Linked DNA regions of Sus scrofa: region 2 is linked to region 1. A link is a contact called in public HiChIP or PLAC-seq data. All regions are on one chromosome and are shown on one strand. The core of a region is the stretch at or near the end of the contact, and the rest is flanking DNA. Distances in the headings are between cores, read along the strand shown.

Region 1 (4,812 bases), core at 1,311-3,810:
AGCTATGGCCTTTCTACATTCTTTTTTTTTTTGTCTTTTTGCTATTTCTTGGGCCGCTCCCGCAGCATATGGAGGTTCCCAGGCTAGGGGTCTAGTCGGAGCTGTAGCCACCGGCCTACGCCAGAGCCACAGCAACGCGGGATCCAAGCCGCATCTGCAACCTACACCACAGCTCATGGCAATGCCAGGTCCTTAACCCACTGAGCAAGTGCAGGGACCGAACCTGCAACCTCATGGTTCCTAGTTGGATTCGTTAACCACTGCGCCACGACAGGAACTCCCCTTTCTACATTCTTTCAGCTGCACAGGCCACCCTATCTTTTACAGGATCAAGGCTGGAGCTTCCTTTTAAGGCTCAAATATCTCTGGAGAAGAGGCCACCATGTCCCCTGCTCCCCTGGAAGCTGAGCAACTGAAAGCAGATTTCCTTAAACATTAAGAATGGAGGAGTTCCTGGAGTTCCTGTCACAGCTCAGTAGAAACGAATCTGACTAGTATCCATGAGAACACAGGTTCTATCCCTGGCCTCACACAGTGGGTTAAGGATCTGATGTTGCCATGAGCTGTAGGGATAGGTTGCAGACATGGCTCAGATCCTGCGTTGCTGTGGCTGTGGCATAGGCCAGCAGCTGTAGCTCTGATTGGACCCCTAGCCTGGGAACTTCCATGTGCCACACCTTTGGCCCTAAAAAACAAAAACAAAAAAAAAAAAGAAGACACAACCATACAAAATCTACAAGATGTAGCAAAAGCAGTTCTTGGCGGGGAGTTCATATCAATACAGGCCTTCCTCAAAAATCAAGAAAAATCTCAAAGAGTGTATAGAGGAGTTCCATGGTTAATGAATCCGACTAGGAACTATGAGGTTTCGGGTTCAATCCCTGGCCTTGCTCAGTGGGTTAAAGATCACTGTTGCTGTGGGCTGTGAGCTGTGGTGTAGGTTGCAGACACGACTTGGATCCTGCTTTGCTGTGGCTGTGGTACAGGTCAGCGGCTACGGTTCTGATTCGACCCCTAGCCTGGGAACCTCCATATGCCACAAAAGCAGCCCAAGAAATGGCAGGATTTAAAAAAAAAAAAAAAACTGGATAGAAGAGGAGAGTTGGACCAGGGAAGTCTGAGGAAGTAAAACCTGGAGTTCTCCAGAATCTGGGAGGATTGTGGAGTTGTTTCATTCATTTATTCACCACACACCGTGACCACACAGACTGAGTGCCTGCTGTGTGTGCCTACAGACCCAGCAATGAGCAAAACAGATGTGGTCTCTGGTTTGGTATGGCTGGTGGAGGAGGGTGACTTGAAACAAACACACTCCTTTATGTTAAGGCTCAGGTTGGAAGGGGTCAGCTTGTACCGAGAAAGGACAATGGGGGAAGAAGCTTGGGCTTCCTGGAGGTAGTGACATTGCAAGTGGAGCTGAAAGAGGAGAACTGGGTCAGAAGAAGCCCTAAACTGTTGCCATTCTGCCATCTCCTTCTACTTTAATTCTCCTTCCCCAAATTTGTCTGCTGGACAGCAGGACAAAAATCAGAGACCATGCAATCTTCCATCTGCCAAATCTAGCTTTTAGCCTTTAGGGTCTGGCCCTTGGTCACTCTGCTCCAAGCAAGCTTATAACACCATCTGAAACGGTCATGTCCATTTATTCACTGTCCTGTCCATCCCCTCGCTCAGGACTGAGAACTCGCTGGGAAACCGTGCCAAGAGTTTAGCTCACCATTCTATTTTCAGAACAGCTGGCAGGCATTTAATAAAGACGTGAATGGATGAGTTTCCCTCAACACTAAAAATGCCCCGCAGGAGGCACGCGGGCCACGCGGGTAGGCCCTGTCCTGGGTGATGCTGGGCCTCACTGCGGGGTTCTTGCCAAGCTCCCCCTACCCAAGCTTTTTCTAGGTCCAGGATGGACTGACAGTATATGAGCAAGTACTCTACACTGCACTTGTTGAGCGTCAGCTGCTTGCTAGGGCCTGTGCTCAGGCGGCAGGCCCAGGCGGAAGGTCCAGTTGGACCAGTGCCTTGAGTGACACCCTCCTTGGCTCCTCGATTATGTCACAGCTCCTTCTGGCTCGGAGAAGCACCGCCCCGTCGCTAGCCTATCACTCTACACAGCTCTCCCCACCCCAACCAGCAAGTCTGCCGCAGGACTCCCCGGAAGTTGGCTTATCCACGCGCTGACCACGCCCGCGGCACCGCCCGACCGTGACGTCAAGTGGCGAGACCTTGACGCCACAGAAGCGCGGTGGGGCGGTGTCTCAGTGACCAGCCACGCGTCTCCATGGCAACGGCGGGGGCGGGCCAAGACCGCGGGCCAGAGCCCCGCCCCCCAGAAGGGTTGACTGGGGACCGCTCCTTCCCCGTCCGTGCGCGCCCTCCCAGCCGCGCACCTCCGGCGGTCCCCCCGGCTGCGGCCCAGCCACCCTGGAGCAGCCGCAAAGCGTGGCGGCCGTCGCGCAGTGTCGCCCGCTGCCGCAAAGCGGCGGGCGCGCCGCCGGGTCCCGCCTCGCGCTGTGACGTCACGCGCGCGCCCTACGGCCTCCGGCGGCTGCGCAGTGGGCGCCAGGCCCTCCCCCGCGACGCTGGCGGCGTAAGCGCGGGCCGCGGGCGACGCTGTGAGACCGGGGCGAGCCGGGCGCCCGCGCGGCGGGGACGGCCCGCGCCCAACATGCGGAGGCCGGCGCCGACGGCGCGGGAGCGGGGGCCCAAGCGGGCGCCAGAGCCGGAGCGCGAACAAGGTCCGGAGCGGGGGCCCGCGCCGCGCTGCTGAGGGAGCCCGGGCCGCCCAGCCCGGCCGCCCGGCCGCGGGGCCACGGCCACAGCCACAGCCACAGCCACGGCGGAGGCCGTCAGGTAACGACGCGCGCGCCCTCGCCGGCGGTGCGGCCACGCGCCCCGGTCCTGCGGCCCCACCCCCACGGATCCTTGGATCCCGCCGCCCGTACACCCCGCGCTTCGGACCCCCGCATCCCGCAGACCCCCGGTCCCCCGGCATTCCCGCACCCCAGGGGCCCCCAGAATCCTAACTCTGCTCTTGTGGAACTGTGCATTCCCGACTTTGCTCTCCCACTGACCCCTAAACTGCGACCCCACTGCCCCTATGGCCCACTAGCCCCCACACTCTGGACTCCAACCCTTCTCCCCTGTACTCCAGACCTTGCCAGTGACCCCCAAAATCAGGCCCTGCAACCTCTCGTTCCCACTCATCCGCACACTACAGACCTCACAGCTCCTTACTGATTCTTCATTCCAGACCTCAGTATTCTTCATTCCAGACCTCAGTATTCCAGACCTCACTGTTCCCTCGCTCCAGACTTTGTTGTCCTCCACTCTCCCTCAGTCCCACCCCTCCTCCCTTCTTCACTGCTCCCTAGTGCTCAAGCACACTGTCCACTTCCCATGTCCTTCTATTCCTCCAGCTCTCTCTCCTGGGCCCATGGCTGCTGCCTACGCTGCCGCACACTTGCCCCTTTGTGGCTCTGCAGGATTTGGGGGTGAGCCGGGGGCTGGGGGCAGAGGGGAGGAGCAGCAAGAGGGGTCTGGTCTGGAGGATCTGTTTTGGGCTGCTCAGGAACTCCTGGCTCTCGCCTGGCTGCGCCTCCCCCTTCCGCCCTCGCCACCGGCTTTGTTTTCCGGAAACACTTCAGATGGGGGGGGGGTGTAGCGTCTGTGCCCTGCCAGGGACAGCACTTCCCCTGTCTTCTCTGCCCCAGTTTTCTCAGGGGACACTTTCACGTTCAGGGCTGGGGGCCTTAGAGAAAGCCCTGCTGTGACGTCTGGGGCATCATCCTGGGTAGGCTTTGGGCAGCTGGGTTATTCCCTTGGCCTCCGGATGGCATTGTTTGCAGGAAACAGCCTGGAGGGTTCTGTGCACGTAGGTGGAGTCCAGTATGTTCTCCCCTGCCCCCTCCACCGGGAGACCTAAGCTTGGTCAGTGTCTGGGACTCTGAGGTGTCCACATATTCATTCTGTGGGGCCTCAGGGGCCCTCTCTGCCTTCTCGGGACACAGATAAGCTCAGTTGGCATTTCCCAGCCTCCAGAGACTTCTGTAGCTCTGGGCGTGAGAGATGAGTGGGAAAGTATAGGGGCTCTGATCTGGGGGGCAGAACTGACTGTAGGAGGATTGATCTGATAGTGAAGGGGGTGCTTGCTGGGGCTGGAGGCAGCCCCTGAGAACAGACTGATCTGGACTGCAGGTTTGAAAGGGGGAAGTTTGTGGTTGTCATCAGGAGCTTGTTTTTCTATGTTGTCTCTTCACCAAATTGTGGCCTGCTCTGGGCTCTGCAGGCATGTGGATGGGTGGATGGGTGGGGGCTGAGGACAGCACCCACAGGTGCACACATCAGGGCCCCAGATGTTCATTTCCGCCCCTGCAGTGATGTCTGTGGCCCTGCCTCCAGAGAACGGAATTAAGGAGGCCGCATGGAAGTGGTGGGTGTAGGTTGAGTCTCCTGCTGCCGGGGATGGGGGCAACTGGCTCCTGGGCTAGGGGGTCAGTTGTGTCCACTGCATTTGGCATTGGAGGGAAGAAGATCTGAAGGAGCTGATGGACCCTCATCCACACAGTAGTGGTCAGGTACGCATCTGACATTTCTGTGTGCAGGTGACTCTCAGGTCTTCTGGGTTTCTTTGATTTCCCTGAAGCAGGCTGGGAATGGGTGTCTCAGTACCTGGCTCTGAGCTGTGACAGTAGACCTCTTTGCACACCGACTACTCTGAACCTCCTCCTTTTCACTACGTAGTAATTATCTCTTGGTTGCAAGAGGAAGTAGGTGAGGTTTTGTTTTTGTTTTTGTTTTTTTTAAACTGAAAGC
Region 2 (4,812 bases), core at 1,389-3,888, 71 kb before region 1:
GCCAGAGTCAGGAGACCTCATTCTGGGCCAGGGGCTGCAGGCCAGATGCAAGGACTAAAGCACAGACCTCCACACTTCCCTGCAGCTGGCGGGGGTGGGGGGGGGCTGTGAAAGACCCCGTGGCCTCTCCTGGCTTCCCCACTCCAACCCTCTCTGCCAAATGGAACAGCGAAGATGGAGGCACCACACTCCACTTGCCTGACTCCTGCTGTGCCCGGTGGCTCATCTGTAAAATGGGGCCAGGCCAGGATGGGAATTCTCTTTACAGAAAGGAGGGCGGTCAGGCAGAGGCAGGTGGGAAAGGACACCCTCCCAAAGACCCTCAGGGAACACCGGCTCAGCAGGGTTCCTCAGTAGATCCCACCCTAGGCTAGCCCCCAGCAGTGGACAACACCATACTCACAAGCATGGCTTCCCCACCCCTCAACAGGCACAAGGGCAGCTGCCCCCTCCCCTGGGGGCTAGAAAAGGCAAAAAACCTGAACGAAGACCCTGGGCAGGGTTTAGAGGTTCTGGGGGCCAGAAAGGTGAGGAATTAATCATGAAGCACGGGGGTGCCCCAAACCCTCCAGGACCAAATCAAGGGTGCCTGGGTGCAGGCTTTCACTCCCAGAAACGTCTTTTTTATCAAGGGGGCTTCGCGACAGCACATCTGCAAGCACAGGTCCCTCAGGGGCCAAGGCACAAGGGCTGGCACCCTGCCCCCCATCACTGGGACACCCCGACTGACCCCAGGGCCTCGGTTTCTCATTAAAAACAGGAACAGCAATGCTGAGATCCAGATCTTTGACTAGGAGTCTTTCCTTCCCCATGGGCTAAGGGGGGGGCGGCCAACACTGGCTGAGGGCCTAGGGGGCTTCTGAGGACCCCAGGAAAAGCTGGGGAAATGTCCCTCAGGAGCCATAATGTGAGGTGCACTGGCCACCCTCTTTCACCAGACCCAGGAAGTCCGACAACATAAAAAAACAAAAACAACCAAACCAGGGAACTGGAGATATCAGCGACATTCAAGTGTCATGGCATCCCTGTTTCCACCACACTGCTGGGACCAACCCTGCTTACCCCCACCTCCTCCGCGTGTTCCTACAATGGGAGCAGGTCCACCGAGCCGCGCGGACACACGCTGCTGCCTAACGTGACCCCCATAAGGATCCCTCAGGGAAAAGCGGCGACAAAGCCTTTCATACAGACAGAAAACACACCCGCAAGGACTAGATCGTGTGCTATCAACTGACAGAGCCCTAAATCCAAGTGCACGCCCACCCAGTCGCCCCTGACCTTCCCAACCAAAGGAAGACCGCCAATGCTCAAACTCTGGCTGCCGACCAAGGCCCACCATCCCCTGCCTCCCAGCACAGGAGAAAATGCTGAGGATGAGACTCCATGGGGGACACTGGGGGAGGATCCACAGGAGGAAAAGGAGGCCAGAGCCTCCTGCCTCCAGTTTCCCCCAGAGGCCCAATCCCTACACCCGGGTGAGCTGAGACATGACAGTGTCGCCAAATCCACCCCCTACCGGCTCCTTCAGCAGGTGGGGGGAAATGCGGTGAGGACGTGACACCCTCAGGGATCTCCCTCCTCCGCAGACTCAGGCCCTAACCCGCATTTCCAGCCCACCTTCCGCCTATTAAAACAGGAAAAGGAAAAGGAAACGTACGCGGCACCCCCTTAACCTGGCCCCGCACCAGGCGCTCAGCCGCCCTCTGGCGTGAATCCTCGCGGCTACCCCGGAGGCAGCGCCGCGACTCCTCCTGCTTTTCTACAGATAAGAAAATCGAGGCATGGGAAGGAAAAATAACCTCACAGCTGGACGTTCCTACCATGGTGCCCAACACTCAAATTCGAAACCAAAAGAAAAGAAAAGAGAAATGAAGCCGAAAACGAAGGGGCCCGAGAGGCCCGATCCACCAGCAGACCCCGCCGCCACACGCGCCGCGCCCCTCCCCAGCTCCTGCCTCCGCGCCCGCCATCCGCTCACTGCCTGCCCGACCGCGTGGCCGCCACGCCCCCCGCGCGCGCCCCACCCACTGAGGCCCCGCCCTCCCGGCCGGCGCGGCGGCAGCACGGGCGCGCCCCCCTCCCCGCCCCCGACGCGCCACGCAGTTTCGGGGTCCCAGCGGGGGAGGGGGCACTGGAGGCCGCCCCCGCGCGGACCGAGCGCGCGGCCGGGCTCACCTGTGTGCGTCCGCAGGTGCGACTTGAGGTGGGAGGATTTGTAGTACGCCTTGGCGCAGCCCGGGAAAGGACAGCGGTGGCTCTTGGCCGCGGCGGGCGCGGCGCCGGGGGCGCGGCCAGAGGACGGGGACGAGGCGGCCGAAGAAGACGAGGCCGGCGATGCGCCCCCCGCAGCGGCGCCGGGCCCGCCGCGCAGGTCGGCCAGGATGCTGGCGGCCAGCAGGTGGGGTGCGGCGGCGGCGGCGGCGGCGCCGGGGCCTGGGCCCGGGACGACGGGGACCGGCGGCGGCGGTCCCGGGGGCCCGGGTGGGGCGGCCTCGCGGCGCGGCGCGCGCACATCTAGGCCGGTGGCCGAGCCCGCGCCCTCGGGGCCCGGCCGACCGCGGTGCACCACGGCGCCCGAGGAGATAGCCATGAGCACGTCGGCGGCGAAGTAATCCACGCACGCCACGGCTGCCGACATGCCAGGCGAAGGGCGCGCGGCGCGGCCGAGCAGGCGGAGCGGAGGCGGCGGGAGCAGCGCCCGTCCGGCCGGCAGCGGCTGCTCGAGTGCGGGAGGCGGAGGAGGAGGAGGAGGCCGGCGCGCGCCGCCGCCGCCGCCGCCCGCGCTCGGCCCGCCCCGCCCCGCCTGACGCGCCCTGACGCACCGGAGCCCGCGGGGGTGGCCGCGGCCCGCCCCGCCCGGAGGACGCCCCCTCGGGGCGCGCGGCCACGCCCCCCGCCCGGCGCGCCCTCCACCACTCTACCCGCCGCGCGAGGCCGCCGGGGGGCGGGGCCCTGGGCGAAGGAGCCGCCCCCTCGGCGCGCCCACTCGAGCCCCGGAGCACGCCCCCTCCCCCTTTCCCGAGAGCGCCTTCTATACGGGAGGTGCCTTCCACACGGGCGCGGCCGCCCGCCTCCCGGTCCGCTACCCGCAGCACCAGTTCCTCACGCCAGGAGGCTCCGCCCCGTCCCCGGTACGGTCCCACCCCCGGAGCGCGCCCCGCCCCATCCCGGCACGCCCCTCCCTCCTCGGACGGGCGCGCCCATCCCTGCTCGGCGCGCGCCCCGCCTCCTCGCGGGCTCGCCCACCCCCGCTGGTGCGCGCGGCCGGCGGGAGCCCTCCCCTTCCCCGGGCTCTTCCACCCCTGCCCGGGCGCGCCCCAGGTCGCGATGGGGAAGGGCTCCGCTCCCCACGTGGCCCGGTGGGGGTGCGGAAGCGGCCAGCCCCGCCCCCTGGCCACGTGCGCGACCCTCCCCCCTCACGTCCTCCCGGGCCTTTGGCCCTGCTAGACCGCGCTCGCCTGTGTCCCGTCGCACCCTTTTGTCCGGGGTCCCACTCGCCATTCCCTGGGATCCGAAGCTAGACGGGGGTGGGGGGGGGGTGGCCACTCCCGGCCTGGCTGAGTCGAGCGAGCCTGCGCTCTTTCCTCTTTTTGCGCCCCATTCGAGAGTCACTAGGTGAGGAGGGCTGGGGTCACAAAGGGCGGGGCTCGGTGCTTTGATGGGGCAGAGTATCCCATCCTTGCTGGGACATAGGAACGTCGCTTCCCGGTGCCCGGGATGGGGAAAGTGGGGCCTCGCCAAGCTTCCGAGGACGTCCAGCCCAAATTGTTTAATTTGGAACGCAGATGCTCGGGGTCCGCCTGAGCCGCAGGCCTGAGTCGGCAGGCGCGTGGAAATGGGGCGATGGGGTGGCCCCCTCCAGTGTGACCACGCCCCTGCCCCTTCCTAGGCGGGCCACGGGGGCTGTGCAGTGACCGGAGCGACCTCCAGGGGGCCTTCCTGCACGGGTTCCAGTCGGCTCACTAACCCTCCCTGGGTTAATGTGAACAGGACTTTATACTCACCCACCCCACCTGCAAACCCCTCCCCGCCACACCAACCCGCACACTAGCCCGACATGGCCTCATTTCAGCTCCTCGTTACCAGGCTGGTCACTGTCCCATGGGTACTCCTGGTCTAGGCCTGACCACCCTTGGTGGTGCCAGCTTGTGCCAGCTCCTTTTGGGCACTTGCCCTTGCACAAGGCTGGACAGGGAGGAGGAGCACTGAAGTACCGATTTCAGGCTGCAGACAGTACATGCAACACCATCGTTTGGAGCTGAGTCCACTCCAAAGGACCACTATCCAGGTGAGCACTGGGGGGCACTTGTGGTCAGCATTCCTACTGGCCTGGGCCTCCTGTGCCTTTGAAGCCTAGAGGGTAGACCACCTGGGCAAGCCCCCACCCTCCACCATCTCACCAGCTGTCTGGGGCCTCAGAGCACCAGCCACTGGTCTTTCCCACTCCTTAGGTCTGGTCTCCCACAAGTCAGGAAGGGCTTTGCAGGTCCCCCTCCCTGCCTCCCAGCCTACCCCAGCACGTGGGAAGAAGCAGGGCAAGAAAAGAGGCCAGGACCCTTTGTTGGTTCCTTCCACTGATGTTTATTGGACCCAGAGCAAGATACCTTTGTGGCCTTACCCTCTGGGGGCTCACAGTCTAGAGTACAATGATGTCACAGGTGGAAGGTCACAGAGCTGACAAATGAAGGAGATAGGGGCGACATCCCAGAAAGGGCTCTACCTGGGGTCTGAAGGTCAAGTAAGCAATCACAATAGGGAGAGCCATGGCAAAGAAGAGATCAGGACCATGGGACCCAGACAAAACCTCCTAGA

The links. HiChIP or PLAC-seq counts read pairs in DNA pulled down with a chosen protein or histone mark.
Region 2: a contact with region 1 is called in an H3K27ac HiChIP or PLAC-seq map of alveolar macrophages. The contact joins the promoter of KLF16 here to the promoter of CSNK1G2 in region 1. A contact is called at or near these places in 1 of 5 promoter capture datasets (liver), 14 of 47 Hi-C or Micro-C datasets (alveolar macrophages, blood, embryonic fibroblasts and 8 more) and 2 of 2 datasets of contacts at active chromatin or transcription factors (alveolar macrophages and skeletal muscle).

Annotation. Positions count from the first base shown.
Region 1 is chr2:76,607,379-76,612,190 of Sscrofa11.1, reverse strand. CSNK1G2 (casein kinase I) reads left to right here and starts at 2,560. Exons shown (of 12, transcript XM_021084209.1): 1 at 2,560-2,850.
Region 2 is chr2:76,678,045-76,682,856 of Sscrofa11.1, reverse strand. KLF16 (Kruppel-like factor 16) reads right to left here and starts at 2,638. Exons shown (of 2, transcript NM_001164009.1): 1 at 2,176-2,638. The coding sequence starts at 2,638. LOC110259663 (basic proline-rich protein-like) reads left to right here and starts at 2,637. Exons shown (of 2, transcript XM_021085146.1): 1 at 2,637-2,724; 2 at 2,863-3,521. The coding sequence starts at 2,637. The coding sequence ends at 3,521.